Linked DNA regions of Dromaius novaehollandiae: region 2 is linked to region 1. The links are chromatin contacts, called in public Hi-C maps. All regions are on one chromosome and are shown on one strand. Each heading gives the region's core, a stretch centred on a gene start, on an enhancer-like site or on the middle of the called end of the contact. The rest is flanking DNA. Distances are from core to core; before and after follow the strand shown.

Region 1 (6,425 bases), core at 1,363-3,862:
AATATGGTCTAACTCAGTGAGGAAGGAGAGCTGAATTTAGGGAGTGCTATGCAATACCTGAGGTGTGCTGGAGTAGCTAGCAGCTGGAATTAATCTAGAGCAGCACAAGCTGCTAGGGCATTACTGTTTGTTTTTGCTTTAGCTGCTTACTCCATTTTGTATTGTATTTCACAAGTGTCTGCTAATACACTGCCTGGCCTGAGAGACATTAATCATGGTGTCAAGCCAGTTTTGTAAACAAGGACCAAAGCCTTCATTTAAAGAGGAGAAAGAGAAGTAGGTGGATCAGAGTAGGGAAGGAAATGGTAGTCTGCACTGAGATGATATTCTGTATATGACCTATCTCTTGTCTTCCATGCAATTCTATCTTGTTGCTGTGTTTGTATGCACTCCTTCAAAAAATTCGTACCTAATTGGACGATCTCGAGCTTTTACTGAATTCCAGATGAACTGTGGCTCTTACTGAACAGTCTTAATATTTGTAGCATTATTATACCAAATACTCATAAAACTCATGTTCAGAATATGCCAAAGATCTGTGAGGAACTCTTTGACAAAATGTTTGACTGAAAATACAATTTTCATGAAAATGTACAGGTTTAGATTAAACTTTCCTCAAAGGCTTATAAAGCTTAGGATAAAACTGGGAGTCAAAACCCAGTCAAAGGTCTGCTTTTCAGTCTGTGATTCCCATAGCTCAAATAATAGTTTCAGTAATTGTGCTTCTATGGTCCCACTTCTTGTTTCTTTGGTTTTTTAATACCCCCCCTCCAAAAAAAAAAAAAAAAAAAAGAAAAAAAAATCTTGGCTTCATTCTCATGTGAAATAATTTTTCTGAAAAATCTCAAAAAAATGTGGGACAGGAGAACAGTTTCCTAAGCAGTGTAATACTGAGCACACAACATGAGAATTGAATTGCTTCCTGAGCTACCTGACAGGTAGCTGAGGAAGCTGAGTTACCTGATAGGTAATGTTTAATAAAAAAAATTAATTAAAGACTACATAATAATGACTAATAGTCATTGTGGCATGGTTGTTTTGGGAAGAAATGAATCTCTCATTTTTTCTGTTTTATTTCTAAGTGCAATGGAAATGTATTATTGTATAACATTGCTGATTAACACCAGTTTTAATTTCACCTCTAACAATAACCTGAAAATTATGGGTGTATACACCTCTTTAGTGAAACATTTTGTAGCCTATTAAGTTCACTTCCTTCACACATTACAAAACTAGAGGAAGAACTGAACAAACTGTCAGCATATTTCTTCACACTTCCATTGTAATAACATATGGCCATATGCATATCTGTGAGTTCAACTGACTGGCAGCTTTGCCCTTAATTTTCTGAAGTATTCTAGATTCATGGGAGCTTTTAATTTTTTTTTTTTTTTTTTCCAGTACAGAGCCTAAAACTGGATATAGTGCCCCAGGAATGACACTATGAATGTTGCATTGAAAACAGTTGCTTTTCTAGTCAACCCCCTTCTGTTTATACATCCTAATTAAGGCAGGGGCACACTCTACAGCAAACTTGCACAATATCCTACAGCTTACGTTGTGGGTGTTTGCTAACCGGCTTCTTTTGACAGAGACATAGGAAGTAGCAGAAGTGTATGGGAAGTGCCAGATTTGTGAGGAGCGAATCCAGCACAGCTGGATTTGGGAGAGGATGTGTGCCTATACATACTGCTCTATACAACAACTTTGTAAGTGGTTTTCACAGCTCATATACTGAATTCTTCCTTCTCATGTTAACTGCCTTACGTTTCTCTCTCTGTTCTAGACATGGGCCTATCATTACATTTTGCATTTGAGTGTACTTACTATAGCCTTTTTTTCAGACAATGCTGCTGTTTGTTTTAGCTGTTTCAATTAAACCCTGAGAACAAATTTCTGAGGGTGGAAAGGGTTAACAGAGGCCTGGTTCTTTTGAGATGCTTACATTCACTCATGGATGTGTTGTATGCCATACTTTTAAAACCAGGGCCCTCGGCAGGTAGCCTTCCCCTGCGCATGGGCTGAGGGGGACACACTGCAGCACAGCAGCGCTTCAAGTCGCCCCACATGGATAGAATTTTCTGGAAATCTGGGAACACCTCTCAGTGATACCTCTGGCCTGGTGGAAGATGTTGCGAAAACCATCCAAACCGCTGAAGAGAGCCCGGGGGCGTCCTGGGGAGCCGCGGTTCCCCCAGCCCCCGCTTACCTCCGCCGCGCTGCCCGCAGAAACGTCCCCCCCCCCCGGCCGGGAGCACCGGGGCTGGGGGCTCGGTTGGGCCCCCGGGGCGCCGGGCGAGGTGGCGCCGGCAGTTGGCGCCGCGCGGCTGCGAGGACCGCGGCCCGGGAAGCCCCGCGCGCCGCGCTGCCCTCAGGCGCGCAACGGCCGCGGCCCGAGGAGTCGCGCGCGCCGCGCTGCCCTCAGGCGCGCAACGGCCGCGGGGCGGGGCGGGAAACGGCGGCAGCGCGCGAGGTGGCCGCTCGCCCGCCCCCCGCTCACCTGAGGGAGCGCCCCCCGCCCGGCCCCTCCTCGGCGCGGCCGCTCCGGCGCCCCCTCCCCCGCAGGAGGGGGCGGGCAGTCGGCGCTCGGCTCCGGCTGCGAGCGCGCCTGGCCCGGGCGGGGGCGGGGGCGGCGGCGAGCGCGGCGCGGAGTTGACGGGGCGCCCGCGGCACAGGGCGAGGCGGCCCGGGACGGGTGAGGAGAGCGGCGGCGGCGCGGGCAGGGGCGGGGGGAGCTCCGGGCGCCGCGCGGGGATCCAGCGACGCCTGACTGCCGCCGCGGGCGTGCCGGGGGCCGGGTGGGCGCGGGGGGCTCCAGCCCGCGGCGGGGGGCGGCGGCGCCGTCGCCTCCTTCGCCGAGACTGCGGCGGGAAGGTGGCGGCCCGGCCCGTGGCTTCAGGTGAACGGAGCGGGGCTGGGCGCCCCCCGCCCTCCCGCCGCGCACATTCCTCCGGGGATTCCTGGCATTCCTCAGTCAGGGGCGCCCCGACTTCTGCGTCTCCCTCTTTATTCCGCGAATTAGCCTTGTGTTTTGGGCTCTTTTGGTTCGTTGGGTTGTTTCTTTTGCCGAAGGGCGTGCCCGCGCCGTGCGGGCTCGTTCTCCCGGGGGGGGCTGCGAGCGGCGCCTCGGCCGTTTGTGGCTGCTGCCGGCAGCGGGTGGGATTTGTCTCCCGCCCCCGCGGTGACAACTTTATCGGGAGATGAGGGCGGCGGCGGGGGCTGTGCGGTGAATTTGGATAAGCATTTGCAGTTGGCGGAAGAAGAACAGTTGTTACGGCTTTTATCTTTCTCCTGGTTTTTTTTTTTTTTTTGCATGTGATTTCGCTTTACACTCTGATTTCTTTTTTTCGGGGCAAAATATTAAAAAAAAATCACTGCAATATAGTTGGAATAATTATCAAAGTAGAAATATTGGAAACTTACCCTTGAAGGTGCTTTTATATATCTGAACATCTACAGTGTGTTTGACTTGCACACACTTATGTAAGATGAATCCTGTAGATGAATCAGAAATCGCCTAGGATATAAGGATTTGTGGTATACCCATATAAATTTGACAGATTCAGTGTCTGATGCTTATTCTGACAACAAATTCTGTCACATGCTCATATTTAAGCTTTGCTCTATAGAGCTGGTTTTAACAGAACTTTGAAACTTTTGTAAAAATGTAATTAAGATGGGAGAACCAAACCACTGGTAACCTCTTCTTGGTGGTTTGTGAAAAATCATTTGACTAGCAAGAATAATCATTTAAGAGTTATATTTTCTAGAAATGTCGTTGAATTGTCTCATCTTTTTTTCCCCCACGTTAGACCCAGAATAAATTCCACTGTGCACATAATGTGTACTATGGTGATTGCTGATTAAAATAAAAGCATACAAAATCGCTGGTAGGTTTTTATATTACAGTGTAAGTTTGTCGTCAGGATTTTTGTTTCTTTTGAAAAGGTTATAAATGAAAATTAAAACTTTTCATACAGTATTGGAGTGTACTCTTAGTAGTGTGGTAAGCAGCATATTACATGAAGAAGTCGTCTGTCATGTTAAGAAAGGTGATCTTTTTAACAAACTTGATACGAACTAAAAAAAAGCAGTGATTCAGATTAAATATTTTATGAAAATTAATAACTTTACATGTATACATGTATGTATTTAATATTTAGTGGTGTTTTTCAAATGTATCGATCACTGGAAAAGTTCCTTGAATTGCAGATGACATTAACTGTTTCCAAACCCCACTTCAATTGCAAATACACAACTGGGGGGATTGTTTTAGTGAATGTCAGTAACGTTATAATAGCAATGAAAAGGGAGGGGTAATCATCGCTAACCTGTTTGCTTACAGAATTTGTGGTGCTCTCCCGAAGAGACTGTGTTGTGTATGGGTGTGTGTAACACAACTGTTTTTGTTCTCAGTATCTGACTTGATTGCTTTATGCTTATTCTAAATCTAAGAGACGTCATGTTTAGGCTGCCTGATTGTCTCCAAGCAGTTGAGCATTTTTTAATTTCTGCTAACTGCGTTTTTAGTTTCTCACTGTCGCTAGCAAAATGTTGGAGAACGCGCTTAGGGTTTCCCCTGACAGGATAGATATGGAAGATGTGGAATTTAGTTTTCTGCAAACCTGGTCTGTGGTGCAGTTATGGATCCTGTGTAAAGAATTTTACCTCAATAAAAGGATGGCGAAGCAGAAAAAAAGAATGGATGACAGTATGCTTGTGTTCCTTCTCTTGTCCTGTATTGTGTAATAGGAAGTTGATATTTCTTGGGGTATTGGTGAAACTGGTTTGTCTAGTGTCTGCAGTGTCATCTGAAATGTGTAGGTGAAATGGCATGACCTCAAACTTAAATATTTAAATCTTTTGTCATGGAGCAATGCGAGATGAACATTTTTGCAAAGGTTTGTTGCAAGGCGTTCGTTCAGCCTACATCATGGTGGGCACGTTATTATTTTAAAATAGCTACCCTATGTATTTTTGGGCCAAATGATTCTGTTGATGTCAGAAATTAACTGAAAATAGACTGGTGTAGTTTCTGCAGCTTGAAGTTTAACCATTTCTGCTTTTTGATGTCGTCTTTATTACCTGGCCCTTTCACTGAGATGGTAACCTGAAAATGCCTGTATTAATACCAAGCATGTAAGCCCGATTATGCAAAATGATTTTCAATCCAGGGCAGCGCCTACTTGTGTTGCTGGAGAAGAATTAGCAAGAATCTGGTCAAGATCACTGATGCCAGCAGCTTTCTGAAAAACGGCAATGAAAAGTAAAAAGATAGACCAGTTTCCTCACTTCTGTAGCCTGTGTATGCAATTCTGAACAGCAGCAGAAATTTTTGAGTTACATACTGCCTTTGTATTAAGATGAAGTAGGCTTAGAAGTATGTGTCCTTCTTCTTCTCCCTCTCCTCTCTGCCCCGCATCCCGTTCCTTTTTTCGATGGGAGGAGGTTATCTTCTACCTTACCAGTTCAGTGACATGGTTCACAACTGGGCTTTACAAAAAGCTGCCTCTGTATGATATAGAGATGAAGAAGAACTACATCATGAATGGCCAGGATGAGGTGAAGATGTTAGAATTTCTCTAGTTTTGTTGCTGAAGCCATGTTCTCAACAAACTGCATTCTGAGGGAGGTGGTAGTTTTAACTCATCCTCAGCTTCGGTTTGGAAGTTTACGTGTTTTTTTTTCCCAAGTCTTGAAGGCTGTGTTGGTAGTATGTGCTAAAGAAAAAAATGTTTGTGTGTTCTCTGTCCTCTTTTGGCAAAAGGATGTTTCTAACCCTGTTGGAGAATGTTATCTTACCAGGCTGTTGCAGGAGAGTAGGTATTTTGTGTGCTCATAGAGTGACTGTTTCGGACATGTTTAACTGGAAACATTAACACATTTCAGAAACTATTTTGGCCTTGCCTCTCTGAGTGGAGTTAAATTTAAATGGTAATATTTTTCAGTATGGCTGAATATGACAATTTAATGTTTAAACCTGAGGAATTGACAAGCTAGGAATGCATGGGTTGAAGATTTAGTGAAGTGGTAGTCATGGAGTCACCACTGTTTGGGATTAGAGCTCAGTGCATTTGCTGTGACCTTGTACCATCTCTGCCAACAGAGCTGGCAGCCTTCTTGGAAGAAATTTATCCAAGCGTAGGCGTAATACAAAAACTTCTGTTTTATGTGAAATAGAATGAATGGTGAAATCCGTAGTCAAACATTTGAAATACCTAGTATAGTTTTTCCATGTATCCCTATAACTAAATTTTTAGCCAAGATGAACTCTGTTTTTTAAAATAAGTTGTTCCATCTTTTGTATTTTTGAGATACATTAACCAGACAGTATCAAATCTAAAATGAATATTCTATAGTACTTTTTTCGGTGCTTGATTTTGGTGAAGTCAGAGAGCAGTGAGGAATAATGGTGATGAGAGAAG
Region 2 (5,967 bases), core at 388-2,887, 140 kb after region 1:
CCAGACTTATCACTTCCACACAGGCAGAAACAGTGCTGTGTTTCCATTTTGCCTTCCATTTTCTCCAATCTGCACAGGAGAAAGGCTAAAAAACAAGGTGAAGAGTTCCTTCTTGCAAGTCACAGAAATGTTAACATAGGTAAGGTAATTTAGGACTGCATTACAGAGGCTACAATTCAGACGACTAGAACCTGTGTCCTACAGCAGTGAGCTTTTCTCCTGGGAAAATCTCACAGTGATTGCCTCTTCCCTGAACTCTTAGGGAAGATCCCCTGAGGGATTTTCCATGGGAGATGATCCAGGCTGCGAGCAACAGACAGTGAAACAGTCTCTTGAACCAGCCAGTTAACTTGGCTTTTCTCACCCTGGCCATGGTATTTTTTTCCATGGGTAGCTGCCTACTTGATTAATCTCATTTCCCCTGGCCCTCAGCCTCTCCATTCACCTTCCAGCTGAGCAAACAAAGGGGCGGGTAGCCATTTTAAAACGCTTCCTCCTCTAATCCCTCTGGGATAGACCCTCAGTTCATCCTGTTCATAAAACAACTGTTTTAACAATCTCTGAGAAATGTGTCTCTTTACTATTACTTGGACCAATAATCCTCTACTGGGGTCAACTTAAAAAGACCAAGATCTACCACCTGGGAACCACCATTCAGCTAATTACCTTATTATTATTATTACTACTAGATGGAATAGACTTACTAAAGCTCTTGGCACTTGTATCAGCTAGGAAAGTTTGGAGTAAACAAACCAGTATTACAGTCTGCGTTTCCACATTCCATCTCTGTATTATACACAAATATGTTTAAAAATAAATACAATATAAAGAAAACTTTATTCTGTGAAAATTAAACCTTAAATCCTAAACAGGAATCTATACTCAGCTGAAAGCTACCTACCTTGGAAATAGCAAGGCTTTCATCAATGAAAATCCAAAATAATTAAGGTAAGTAAGAAAAACATAGGCTTTTGCAGCCTTCTGAGTATAGTAGGACTGCTGAGTTCAAGGAAGAGCAATCTGCCCCTGCTCTACACTGTTTCCCACACCCCAGCTAACATGGAATATGTTTCTTGAATACAAAGTCAACTTTCTAGAACAGGGATTTTGTGACACAGGGATCCAACTTCACGTTAATTCAGGTGTCTGCAGAACCCTGCGGCTAAAAAACGATGCTGCCCGATGGGTCCAGCGCAGAAGCTGCCAGTCGGCGCCTCCCGGGCCGCAGATCTCCTCCACCACCTGCGACACTCAGCCCGAGATAGGAAGCCGCGTCCCAGCCCCGGTCCCCTCTCTGCCTGCCTTAGCCCTGGGCCTGCTGCTCCGCTCCCCCTTGGAGCCTGACAGCCTGCCTGAGCGCGCAGGAAACACTCCTGTCGTTACTTTTAGGATCGTGTCTATCTATCAGGAAGACTTTCCCCAGGATTTGGGGTGAAATCTACCTATAGGCCCCCCGAACTGTGAGAATCATCTCCATTTTGTGCCTCTAATGCTCCCCCCTCCCCGTTTTGCGGCGCGGTTCCCGCACGGTGCCGGCACCGCCAGCGCCGCGCTGCGGCGGTCCTCGCCGGGCCCGCGCTAACGGCCGCAGCCCTCGCCTGGCGCGCGGCCCACTCCCGCCCCCGCCCCGTTCGCGTTCCAACCAAGTGCGGCCCTGCCGCCCCGCCGTCCCTTCCGGTAAGATGGCGGCCCCCAGTGCGCTGCGGAAGCGGCGGGCGGCGGCGGGCCCGGGCGGCTCCGGCAGGGACATGCGGCCGGGCCCGCGGCGGCAGCATGGCAGCGGCGGCCGGCCGCGCCGCGGAGCTGCGGGGCCGCAGCCTCCCCGAGCTGCGCGACATGCTGAGGCGGCAGCAGCGGCTGCTGGCGGACCGGTGAGCGCGGCGGGGGCGCGGCTGCGTGTGCCGGAACGGCTCTACCCGCCGCGCGGCTCGGGAGCTGCCTGGGCTTTGGGGGGCGGGAGGCCGGGCGGCAGCGGCCGGGGCGGCGGCAGCGCCCGCTTGGCTCTAGCGGCCCCCTCGGTTCTGTGGCTTTCTGGGGACGCGCGGTTGTGCGAGGGTCGCGGCTGGGGGCAGGCGCAAGCTCAGGCTGTAACTTTGTGGCCTGCGGATATTCACGGTGAAACCGGAGCGGTTGCTCCCGGGAGGGCAGGAGCGGTCGGTGCTGCCGCCCCGCCGGAGGCACCGGGGAAACTGCGGGCTGCGCCGCTCGGAGCAGCGCTTCCGTATCCGAGCAGGAAAGCGTGGCGCTCGCCTTACCACAGCACGCGCCCGAGATTGCGCCTGAGATTGCCTTTGCGCCCTTTCGGTCTGCAGAAGCCCGATACGCAGAGGTGAAGCCTACTGTCACAGTGAGGCTTAAAGCAGCGTTCGCTGCTTTAATGGAGTAGAGTCTATCTGTCTCTCCAGTTGAAATACAATTTTTTTATACCTTCTTATGTAACTTACTTATTTTCTTTTAGGAAATTTATTGCTAGGCTTCCAGATAAGGGTAAGAAGATCTCTGATTTTGTTGAAAAGCTGACACTTGCCATTTCACAAGAGGAAGAAATAGCAAAGACAGCCGAGCTGTTGTCCGCTGTCAGGTTGGAGTTCCAGGCGAAACGGGAGGAGGTTCATAAGAGCAAGCAGCAGGCAACCCGAAATGAGGACGTCCCCAGCCAGGAAGATTCCTCAGCCTTTAATGAAAATTCTAATATTAAAGAAGTCTCTAAGATCGCTTCCCAAAGACAGGAGGCAGAATGTACTCAGCAAGATGCCACAAATACGGCTTCTGAAAATCAGAGGACTCGGAGAAAAAATGATAAAATAAAGACTGCTATAAAAGATCAGAATCATTTTTGCGAAATTAGCTCCAAGTCGGCTACAAGCACTCATCTGAGAAATGATCAGCAGATATCTCGGATTAATTCTCAGGGTGGTACAGAAAGTACAGGTGCTTTGGACAAGAATAAAGACATGCTGGTTGATGCCTTTCAAAAAGTTACAATTGTAGATGGGGATAATAATGAACGAGTATTGGAGAAAGAGCAGAATGTCGCTAAATATAAGGGCAATATCTTTGGCAGCCTGCCTACCAAGACACCACATTATATTGAAGTTCTAAAGTCTAGAGCTGAGAACCCGATCATTAAGAAAAACAAATTTAAAACAAATACGTAAGTATTACAGCATAGGGTTGTTCTTTTTTTTGGTGAAATAATTGATTTGTATAAAATTGGAAATTGGAGAACAAGCATGGTGCATTTATTTTCTTGTAGTGATTACAGAGATTTAAAGTCATATGACATGCTATGTTAATATATCGGCTCTTCGGCATTAGGTACAGAATCTAAATATTGAGCAGTGGTCTAATTCTACCCATTTAAAAAATTTTTAAGTCTTCATAGACTTTTTTAGCTTGAGCTACAAAACTACTAAATGGTTGGCAGAAGTTTCTTGTGGATTACGGGGAACCTTAGTAGTAGCTGGCCTTTGCTTTTCCTCCACCACTACAGAAATTACAATTCACATTGTATTGACAGCAGTAACAGTTTATACTTTCCTTGATTCTCAAGACATTGCTGTTTCATGTATGCTACTTAGTTGGCTTACTTTTCTGCTCGCTGTCAGGAATGATTTGTGGCGTTTTCTCTCTGCAGAGAAACTATGTCTGACTAAATGATGAGAAGCTTTTTTCTTTTTAGCTTTTCAAAGTGCTGCTTGTTCTTAGTTTGTATATGGTGTCATAACACTTGATATGCTCTTCAAACTTTTCAACTCTTATGTGCTCAGAGTAACGTGGTTTCAGAACTGAAGTTATTCAACCTTATGTTGCAAATTTGGTTCACAACTTGCATGTTTTATCCCTTATAGATTATCAGGAGAGCTAAGTGGATCATCGCATGGTTCCTCATCCAGTCATTCGCCTGGGGGATTTGGATCTCCAATTACTACCGAAGAAAGACGACTTAGAGACAAGAAACATTTGAATGATATTACAGCAGCTCGGCTACCACCACTTCATCATGCCCCTGCTAAGTTATTATCTATAGAGGAGTCCATAGCAATTCAGATACAGCAAAAAGAAGCTTATGAGGTGTGTATTTAAGACTTGGTCTGGAAAGTAATTATATAATTGGGACTGCTCCTAAAAAAAGAGAGCATACAGGCGTCTTTTGATGCTGATGAGTTTAATGATGAAATTGAGATTTCCAGACCTTGTGAGGAAAGGTGTTTTTTCTTGTATTTGATTCTTTTAATGATGTATTTAAATGATGAATTAGTTGCTTCTGAAACTGCTATTCATGTATTGGACAAAATCTGGCATTATTCTTTGTGTGCAGTTATGCTAACTCCACTGCAGTCTCTTCACCTCTGACTAGAAATTCAGATGTGTGCCTTGCCTATTATCTTTTAAAGAGTTTACAGCCCTTGTATAAATGAAGGCATAATAGTGTTTGGTACTCCTAAAACATGTAGGTAGGTAGACTTGACTTAGCTCATTCTGTGCATGAAATATCTTGAGTTCTGAAGTTCTTTAAAGTTAAGGAAATTTCATGCTGAATTCTGCTATAAGGAGTTTTGGTATGGACTTGCTAGGTGGTGCAGAGCTAATGTTGAAACTAGGCATTCTTGTAAAACTGTTTATTGCGCTTATCGTTTTTCAAGCGCTTACTAATTTAGTCATCTTGGTGCTTGAAGGGAGGTAATTCATTCAGAAAATGGAAACAGAGTGTTTGCTGAGTGAGAGACATTGCTCTTGGCTACGTGTGCTCTTGGGTGCTGTGCAAGGCTGCTCTCCTGTGTGGGCTTATTTTGTTCCCTTAGAGCTGACATTAGTGTATCACAGATGAGGCCTGCCACACAGGGAATTTCAACTCACATAAAAAGGTCTTCAAATATTGATAGCACAGATATGTATTAAATTTAAAGAAATCCAGGTTTTTTTCAATAATTATTAGAAATTTAGCTTAAGACCACTCTAGAGTTACTAGTATTATTGTTAGGACAAGTTTTTCCTTTAGAAGATTTTTGTGATGATGAGTGTAAAAATGACAAATGAATGCTTTTCTTAACTCGATTTTGTTTTTTCCAATAGGAAATGCAAGCCAAACTTGCAGCACAGAAGCTTGCAGAAAGATTGAATATAAAAATGATCAGGTTTGAACCAGAGGGAGAGGCCTCAATGCAATACAGAGAAGTGAGAGATGAAGATTATATTTCAGGAGAGGACTGAATTCAAGAAGGAATGCCTGAAGATAAGCCATGTAACTGATCTTTTATGCAGCACTTCTTAAAACCCCAAACCTGGATATTGAAAATTCTTAACCTAGTCAATTTTTTCTTAAAACTGTAACTTTACAGCTATGGGAAGGGTTCAGGATAAACCTTCTAAGAATATAAACTTTAATATTATTTGGAGTCTCTTTTCAGAGCACTTGGGGGCAGTTAACCCTTGTGAAAAGCCCAATAGTTAGTTTTCAGCTTTGACAAAGAGAGCTGCTTAGTACACTTTTGCAGCCTATGATGAATCATCTACAAGAGAAGGCTTCATTTGGGAAAACTGCACTTACGAAGGGCATCGACACACATGTCCGATAAAGTAAGCTAAGGTGCCTGTGAGCTGCTCCGTGGAAGCTTCACATATGAAAGCTCTTGTCTTGTATAAATATGAAGTACTACTTTTATTGAGGCATAATCTATTTAAGATTATCTTGCTTTTACCACGTGGGGAAAATGTTTGCATGGACAGCTATGATAAATACATGATAAGTTAGGCTGTTAAATGACCTTCTTACCACATGAGAGCTCGTTTCTGTGCCAACACCCTAAAATAACACTTTCTACCCTTGTGCTGTAAATAGGTAAGAATTTCACGTTATTTTGTAACTCAGATTCTATTTGGACTTTAAGGGACTCTGCTGTTTCATTCTTGGTGATTATTGCAAAATACATCAAGAGGTCAGATGAATCTGAAGACTTTAATATT

Evidence for each region. Hi-C and Micro-C count contacts between places; a contact is called where the count stands out from the background.
Region 2: a Hi-C map of ovary shows a contact between it and region 1, with 3 times the contacts expected there. The contact joins the enhancer-like site here to the promoter of CGNL1 in region 1. A contact is called at or near these places in 2 of 4 Hi-C or Micro-C datasets (brain and ovary).

The regions. Positions count from the first base shown.
Region 1 is chr10:16,442,139-16,448,563 of bDroNov1.hap1, forward strand. It overlaps CGNL1 (cingulin like 1), which reads left to right and starts at 2,613. Exons shown (of 19, transcript XM_064517430.1): 1 at 2,613-2,695.
Region 2 is chr10:16,584,959-16,590,925 of bDroNov1.hap1, forward strand. It overlaps MYZAP (myocardial zonula adherens protein), which reads left to right. Exons shown (of 15, transcript XM_064517428.1): 13 at 2,459-3,154; 14 at 3,852-4,074; 15 at 5,077-5,967. The coding sequence ends at 5,214. Among named protein-coding and RNA genes, the nearest start is that of MYZAP, 54 kb to the left of the region's middle. Within about 2 kb of position 1,638, at least 1 of the 2 cell types and tissues checked has open chromatin away from gene starts, as enhancers often do.